Linked DNA regions of Oryzias latipes: region 1 is linked to region 2. A link is a contact called in public Hi-C data. All regions are on one chromosome and are shown on one strand. Each heading gives the region's core, a stretch centred on a gene start, on an enhancer-like site or on the middle of the called end of the contact. The rest is flanking DNA. Distances are from core to core; before and after follow the strand shown.

Region 1 (3,986 bases), core at 906-3,405, 48 kb before region 2:
CACAGGGACACGGACACCCCCAGGCTCAGATGTGATAGCATCCCTGGTCTTGCCGAAGAACTCAGGGATCCCCCTCTCTAGGTGGAGAATTCCCACTGGGAGTTGAACCCTTATTTCCTATGTGCGAGTCCTGCACTTAACCAACGGGGCCATCCAGCTCACGTGAACTGCAGATTGGGTGTGTTTTATTCTAGGGGGCGATAATTGGTTGATTATTTAAAGAGAACAAAAAGGTGCATGTCCACATGAACTGGACAGTTTGTGCAGGGCAAGCATTGTAAAGTTTTGATCTTCACGCCATGTTTATAGTCGGTATGAAGAATCTTATGGACATACATTATGTAACTGAGAAATCATGAAATCCATACCAGCATAAACACTTCTCTGCCTGCAGAGAAAGTTAATGCCATGGAGAAGGAGAATGAGATCCAGTCTGCTCACGAAGTGAAGGTACTGTGGCCTTCAGTCAGTAAGTCCGCTTCTGGTTCTGTATCTGTAGACATGGAGCTGTGTCATGTCTTTAGGAAGCTGTGGAGAAGCAGATCCAGTCGCACAGAGATGCCTACCAGAAGCAGATCAGCAGCCTGAGAGACGAGCTGGACAGCAAGGAAAAGCTCGTCATGGAGCTGCAGGAGTAAGACCGCTGCTCCTCATGCTTCTGTTATGCTGAGGAGTGAGGAACGTCTACTGAGTCTGTCTCTGATTTCTGAGCAGCTTGAACCAGCAGATCGTCCTGGAGCAGGAGAGGCTGAAAGTGGAGCATGAGAAGCTGAAGGCCGCTGACCAGGAGAAGAGCCGCCAGCTGCAGGAGCTCACGTAACTAATTGCATTATTCCGACTAAATACGGCAAGGGCTGCATGTGATTGAAGTAATGTCTGGTTTGTGTGCTGCAGGGTTCTGCAGGACCGGCGTGAGCAGGCCAGGCAGGACCTGAGGGGACTGGAAGAGACTGTGGTCAGTTTTTTTCTCTAAATATTTAACCTGCCAGCAACTTTTTTTCTGAAAAACGTCTCTGAAAAAAAATTGTGACATAAATATTCTATCTACTGTACATTTTTCAAACAACATTAATGAAAAATTACAAACATTTTTCAAATCCTTACAATATCTAACAACACCTGGCCAATTCAATATGAAGCAGAACAGCAAAACCTTAACTCAGATGTGACATCTTTTAAGCAGCACAGCAGGCACGCTTATGGATTTCACCTGTAAGAAGAGAGCAAACCCAGTTCAACCCGGAAGAACACAGTCTATAAATGTCCAACAGCAGTGCTTTCGTATTTAGTTGAAACATATCCAATCAAAATTAGGTCAATTCAGGGGATTTGGGGGAGCGACTTCTGCTTAGTCATCATTAAAAAAGCACCAAAAAAGAACACCCCTGAAGTTTGATCTTCAGATCCTGTTTACTGTGCGTTGATGAACATTCTACATTATCCAGAAGACGATATGGACTTCATAATCTACTAATGCATATAGTCATTCTTTTTAGTACATAAAGGTGCTTAAATTCTGCCAAAATATGCAAACCAACAGATAAAAGGCCAACTGGTTTGTCAAAACCGAAAGAAATTTTTCTTGCAGCTCCTCACTTAATGTCTTGATGCATTTTAGGCTTTAAAGTAGTTTTAGAAATTTAATTAATAAAAATTACCCAGTTAATCTTGTTTGAATAACAATATATATTTGTATACCGGTATATATATTGTTATTCAAAAATTCAACTTCTTCCATCATTTTGATCTGATATGTTCATCTTTAAAGCTTCTTGAAGGAAACTCTAAGCTCCATGTTTTAGAGACTTTTGTGGCGGTTTCCCTGCAGGCTCGGGAGCTGCAGACCCTCCACAACCTGCGGAGACTTTTTGTGAAGGATTTATCCAGAAGAGTCAGAAAGGTAAAAGTCCTGATTTTGTTTTATGTCTGATCCGCGCTCACATCAGCTCTTTGTCCTCTGAATTTGCCTGAGGAGAGTGGAATATTTGTGCAGACTGTTGTCCTCCCCGTGCTGGGCACACGCCATTGAATTTGCACCTTGTTGAAATTTTAATGAAGGTGGGGAACACAGCAGGCAGAGTCTGCAGTAAGTAGGCCACAGGATTCTTCAAAGGTAGCTGTAAACGAAGAACCCGAGGCCTCAGCGAGTCCCCTGTCTGCAGCCTCAGGCTCCAACAGATAAACAAAGACGCTCTCTGCTGTCCTCGGCTCACTCGTCAACCTACTACTGGGATTTTTGGAGACAAGCAGGAGTCTTTGTTCTGAAAAGCTGAATGAGAAGGAATCATGTATGTGCTCACTGTGAACAAATGCAGCTGTTTTCTGTTTGTTTTAAACAGAACACTCAGGACTCTGAGGACTCAGAGGACAGTTCTGCTCAGAAACAAAAGATCTCCTTCCTAGAGAGCAACCTGGAGCAGCTGACCAAAGTTCACAAACAGGTAACCACACACCTTCATGACTTCTTTGATTTGACCTTTTTACCACTTCTAAACTCTAAAAATGACCAAACAATAAACAGTTTTGATGTGAAACAACACTAAGACAAATTATTCAGCTATGATGTCATCAGTTTGGGAGAAAAAGCTTTGAGAGCAGCTGTGGCAGAGCGGTCGATCTCAGATCAGAAGATCGCAGGTTCAGTTTCTGCCCAGCCTGCTGCCCATGTGATGAAGTCAGGCAAAACACTGAACTCACATTGTTTTTGGTGGTTACAGGATGGTGCCAGTGTTAGGCAGCAGAGTGTGTGAATGTGTATTTGGGTGAATGGGACTGTAAAGCGGTTTGGCCTTCAAGGATGGGAGTAAATTGCTGTACAAGTAAACATCTAAACCATGTAGCCTTTTATAAAAAGTATTTGCTCTCTTGAACCCAACAAGTTTTTTTCCCCCATCTTTTCAAGCAACAACTGCAGTAAAGCTTTTCCAGTAAATGATGAACAGGGAATCTTGTTCCGCTCAAATAGGATAGAATAGAATAGAATAGAATAGAATAGAATAGAATAGAATAGAATAGAATAGAATAGAATAGAAAAGATATTGTCATCCGAGGATGAACATTCTTTCACTCACAAACATAAAACGATCAAATAAAATAGTGATGTCTTTTGACAAAACTTCTAAGAAGTCATGAAAAAGCAAAAGTAATTTTAATAAAATGTCACAACAAACAGAGCACAGAAAAGTAAGAATACAGGAGGAAAAGAAAACAAAAAAAACGGAAGTAATTTTTAGGAGATTTGTCTGTGTTTTCGTTTCTTGGTTTTTGAGGTCTTGGGGGCATCGATGGTGTTTTGGACAAAAGTTTTTTTTTTAAAGCACCTACAATCAATAGAATTCTGAATGTCCTTCAGCTATTAAATCTTCGTTTTTAATAATTTGAAATTCAAACCTATAAGATAATTTTCATTATAACCTGTTGAAGACCATGAAGCAGCATTCAAAACCTTTTCTTTTGAAGCATTCAGATACAAACTTGTGGGTGTGTTTGGATCATACTTTGGCTTACCCAGGTAAGTTTTCTTGAGCTTCAGGCCGTGAAGTTTTATGGACTTTGTTGTAGACCTTCTCTATCAGAAGGTCTGAACGATCAAGCTTAGGGTGCGAAACTGAATTTGTCCTCAGCTTAAACCCTTGTGCTATCCTAGGCACTTTACCATTGGGAGTTGGGTCATCTAGACCCACTAGACAGTGCGCTGAAACTTTTTTCTTCAATGATTTGTGATCTTCACTGGTGTCCATGGATTACATGAAATCTTTCCACCTTTATCCACCTTTGTCATGGTAGGGAGAACACGTCAATGTAAGGGTGGGGTCATCTAAGATAGCACAAGAGTTAAATACATTTCATTCATTAACATTTAAAGTAGAAGGCATTTCTCTGAGAGCCTTATTCAACTCAGTTTTTAACCAGAACTAAGAAAAAAACCTGTTGAAGAAGAAGTGAAACATCTTCTAAAGTAGAATCAAGGCCGGATAACTAGTAGT
Region 2 (4,030 bases), core at 613-3,112:
GAATGTTGGTTCTTTAGCAGATCTTTGGCCAGGGATCAGAATAAAATACAGTTGTTTTGGTGATTGCCGAGGTGTGGTTCATTTTGACCACGTGTTTACGAAGTACGTTGTGTATGCCCACTACCACTGCCAGTACTTCAGCTATTATTTTTATGCGGCGTAGTTGTGCTGTTAATAATATTCAGATTTCAGACCCATGTGTGAAAACAGCATGTGCAATGTGACATGAAAGGCTCGTGACCTGTGTGGTATGCATGCCAACGGGGGCCCGTTGTCCCCGTGAATCCCTCTGTGGCGTCTGGAGTGATTGTTGAATGGCTTCTTGAAAACATCTGGGTTAACATCTGTCAGAGCGGTGGTGCAGCAGGCGGGCTTCCCCTCTTGAGCTGTTTGGAATCTCAATGGTTGTTCAATTATCCACATTTAGACTTAATTTTCACTTTCGTTGACTAAAATTGGAACATGCTGTCTGCATTCCTAAATGCAGCAAGTTTGTGTTTTCTCTGCGGTTTGGCACGCTGTTCATTCCTCCCCCCCCCCCTGCAGTGCGCTGAGCTGAAAGCGAGAGGCTTAGACTGAACCTGACTCCAAACAATGCAGTGTTACTGAAACCTGCTCCGGCATGCGTGCAGGATATCCAAGAACCCTGTTATTTTATGACTGGCAGGAAGTCCCATCTGTGTCCTGAAAACGGTTCAAATCCTGCAACAGACTGGAATCCAGCTTTGGTGCGCGAGTGTCAGAGCTGGCGTGCAGGACGGTAAACACTGAGATGCAGCCTTGGCAGCAGAATTTTTTGCCCTTTGTACCAAGTTTCTAAATGCCCCTTTAGAGATAGCATACCATCATCACCGCTGCTTTATTCTCTTTTTTTTGAGGGAATGTGTTGAAAAACACCCTCTGAAGTTCTAACAGCTGCAGCCATTTTCACAGAAAAACTTTTGTTTTTAACTTCCTCTTGTCCCCGCTGTGAAATATTTTCCTCCATATTTCACAATTTTTCTTAACAGACATTTTGTCACTGAGCTTTAGCAACATTTGAGCATAACGAACGGGAAATGGCTCTAAATAAAAGAATGTGGTAAATGAGTTGAGATCTTAAAATACGAATGACCTCCCTACAGGTCTAAAAAGAGTTTCACAAAACCTCAATTTCCGTTATGGTCCTTTCTTTATCCAGGACGGACCTTTTGTGCGTACGTTGCGTGAAGAGTAGAGGTTTTATTGTGGCGTATTGGGTTCTAACTTTTACTCAACCACGAGTCTGACCTGCTGCTCTTCATGCCTCGTTTTCATCCTGACGTTTAGAAATCTGATTATAGTTTAGACTGCTTGGTTGTGGGTTTTTTAAACAGTTTACAACTCTGGTTGACATTTCATAATCCAGATCATCCGATTGTTTGTCGACAGCAGATCCTGGAAGGTTTAGTGTCTGCTGCTGGGTCAGGAATACATATTTTTAGAAGCCGTGTGTAAAAATGAAAGGCAACAATTGCTTTTAAGGAAGACTGAGGCATCAGTTTCCCATGTGACCATCCGGTTCTTCTCTTGTCTTGCAGACAACGTCACCCACAGGTCAGATCCGGTCTGACTCTCCGGTCTACACCAACCTTCAGGAGCTGAAGATCTCTCAGTCCAGCCCTCCTCCCATCCCTTCCAGCTCCCCGATCCACATTCTGGGTGACTGGGAGACCCACAAAGACCACAGCGGGAGGCACTTCTACTACAACCGGGCCAACGGCGAGAGAACCTGGAAGCCGCCGCGGACCAGAGACGCCAGTGGCAGCATCAGCAGCAACAAAGGAGACAGCCAGGGAACAGTGGAGAACGAGGTATGGATCCTGAGCACAGCGTAGAGATCAGTAGAGTACAAAGTAAGCCTGTGGGTGCTGAGTCATCCCGCTCAGGGATGTGTACTGATGACAGACAGGTTGGAGCTGCTGCTCCGAAACATTGTGGAAGTGGAGCGTGATGGTCCGTGTCGGAGCAAGCGGCTGCGGTGAGGGTGCGGTGGACCTCAGAGGAGTTAACGTGCTGTTGTGGTTCCTGACTGCCGGGAAGCTCCACTGCCTTTGATGTGGAATGGCAGCTTCCTGTCAGCCTGTCTGCACACTCTAACACATCCAACGCTGCACTCTTGTGGCGCAGCCGTGTTACTGCACCAATGTTGGAGGCAAATCTATGGGAATTAGTCACACTCGAATTCTGCCTAATTTATGTAAAATAAATAAATTTACTGTTTTTCACTTTTTCTAGTCAAAATGTTTCAAGGTGGAAATTATAAATAATGGAAATACTTATTTATACTATTTGTTAATTACAGCATAGAAATTTAATAATCTCTAATCTAAACTTTTTTATTCTTTTAGACAAAACACTAAGAATATAACATTTTGGGGGAAAATAAGTCAAACTTTTCAGATGATGATGTTATAATAGAGTTGGTTAAATTTTGCAAAGACAAACATCATTTCTCTGTGTAAATCATCATTTTTGAAACCAAAGCTAAAAGGGAATTTTGCATCAATGGGGATTTCCTAGAGATCAAAGTTGTTCTTCATTACAGTTACACAGAAATTTAAACATAAAACCATATTTTTTGGTGTTTTTTGCCACAGCTTTCAAAACCTTTTTTTCTAATTTTTACTTGAATGAAGCAGAATTCTGATTTTTTTTTTTAAGCTGAGTTTTAGAGAAATCATCTGTTTCATTCCCCCAAAATTCTGCTCACAATTAAGAATCATGATGTTGGATCAAGCCTGGACCACGTGAGCCAAACATTATCCTGTCTTATTTTGTCTCTAAATAGTTAGTTTGTTCTGTTTTTTTTTTTTTTTGCTGGGGAACGCCTTTTAAGAAAACAGACTTTTATAACTGATTATTCAATGACAAAGTCAGTCATTTACTGTTCTTTTTGAAGAAGTTATTCTTTTTATGTTTTGTTTCTGCTTTTACTTTAGTTGAATTAGTTTTACTCTTAAAAATACAACACCTTGCTGTTTTCTAGCATGTCTGACTGCAGTGGACAATAGGAATAAAAAATGTATTGTTTGTTGAAACATTTTCCTTATAAAACACCTTGCAGTAAAAAAAAGAGAAAGCTTTTTTTAAACAATTTTGTTTTTTACAAAAAGGATTGTTAATAGGTTAAGTTTGAAAGTCAAAATCTACTGTTACAATTTAAATAAACATATAAGTTGAAAATTGAGAAGTTATTGGTGATTGCGTGTGAGATGAAGTCAGGCTTTTTTCTGTAGAGCTAACATGCAGTTTCCTCTTTGAGCCCTTAAGCTGGTCTGGTTCTCCACAGCTGCTGTCCTCTGAAGAAAACTACCACAGCACCCACTCCAGTCAGTCAGACAGCCAGTACGGATCGCCCCCTAGAGGCTGGTCGGAGGAGCTGGACGAACACGGCCACACGCTCTACGTGTCCGAGTACACGCAGGAGAAGGTGGAGCCTCCTGCCGTGCATGTTTGTTTGTTTTCTCTGTGAAGCTGATGGGTGTTTGTGCTCTCAGTGGATAAAGCATGTGGATGAACAGGGACGGCCGTATTACTACAGCGCCGATGGATCCAGGTCAGAGTGGGAGCTGCCAAAGGTGAGATTACCTGGCAAACCTCAGCGGTCCCTGCTGTTGCATCACATTCAGACTCAAGCTGTGTGCTTCCTGGGAAAATGGAAAACCCTCTGGTGTTACATGATCACCAGGCTGGACGCGGTTCACCAGCAGCTTTCACAGTTGTTTAGAGCACTCGTCTGCCTGTCGTACTCGTTTCTTTGAGAGTCGATTTAGATTGTAGAACGAGTTCTGCACGAAACCCATAAAACTAAATGAGACGACAGTCCCAGAGGATTTTGACACCTTTGAAACTTAAGCAAAACTCTTTACATGATGGCCGACCTAAAGAAGGGTCTTGCATCTTTTACCAGCCCTCACTAGCATCCCCGGATACTTTTTAAGGTGGAATGTTTGGTTGTTACATTCCTTTTGACGGGATCTTCAGGAGCAAATGTGACTGAAGCTGGCGC

What was found. A called contact is a pair of places that touch in the nucleus more often than the background predicts.
Region 1: a Hi-C map of gastrula embryo shows a contact between it and region 2, with 1.9 times the contacts expected there. The contact joins two enhancer-like sites. A contact is called at or near these places in 5 of 5 Hi-C or Micro-C datasets (embryo, fibroblasts and gastrula embryo).

Annotation. Positions count from the first base shown.
Region 1 is chr20:7,324,235-7,328,220 of ASM223467v1, reverse strand. kif5b (kinesin-1 heavy chain) reads left to right here. Exons shown (of 26, transcript XM_004080880.4): 18 at 395-450; 19 at 525-634; 20 at 715-816; 21 at 895-955; 22 at 1,829-1,900; 23 at 2,340-2,441. Among protein-coding and RNA genes, the nearest start is that of arhgap12, 6.4 kb to the right of the region's middle. Within about 2 kb of position 2,155, at least 2 of the 8 cell types and tissues checked have an H3K27ac peak or open chromatin away from gene starts, as enhancers often do. A contact at or near this core is called in gastrula embryo, where this site is marked.
Region 2 is chr20:7,276,358-7,280,387 of ASM223467v1, reverse strand. It overlaps arhgap12 (rho GTPase-activating protein 12), which reads left to right. Exons shown (of 18, transcript XM_023950082.1): 3 at 1,560-1,832; 4 at 3,311-3,451; 5 at 3,519-3,599. Among protein-coding and RNA genes, the nearest start is that of arhgap12, 41 kb to the left of the region's middle. Within about 2 kb of position 1,862, at least 4 of the 8 cell types and tissues checked have an H3K27ac peak or open chromatin away from gene starts, as enhancers often do. A contact at or near this core is called in gastrula embryo, where this site is marked.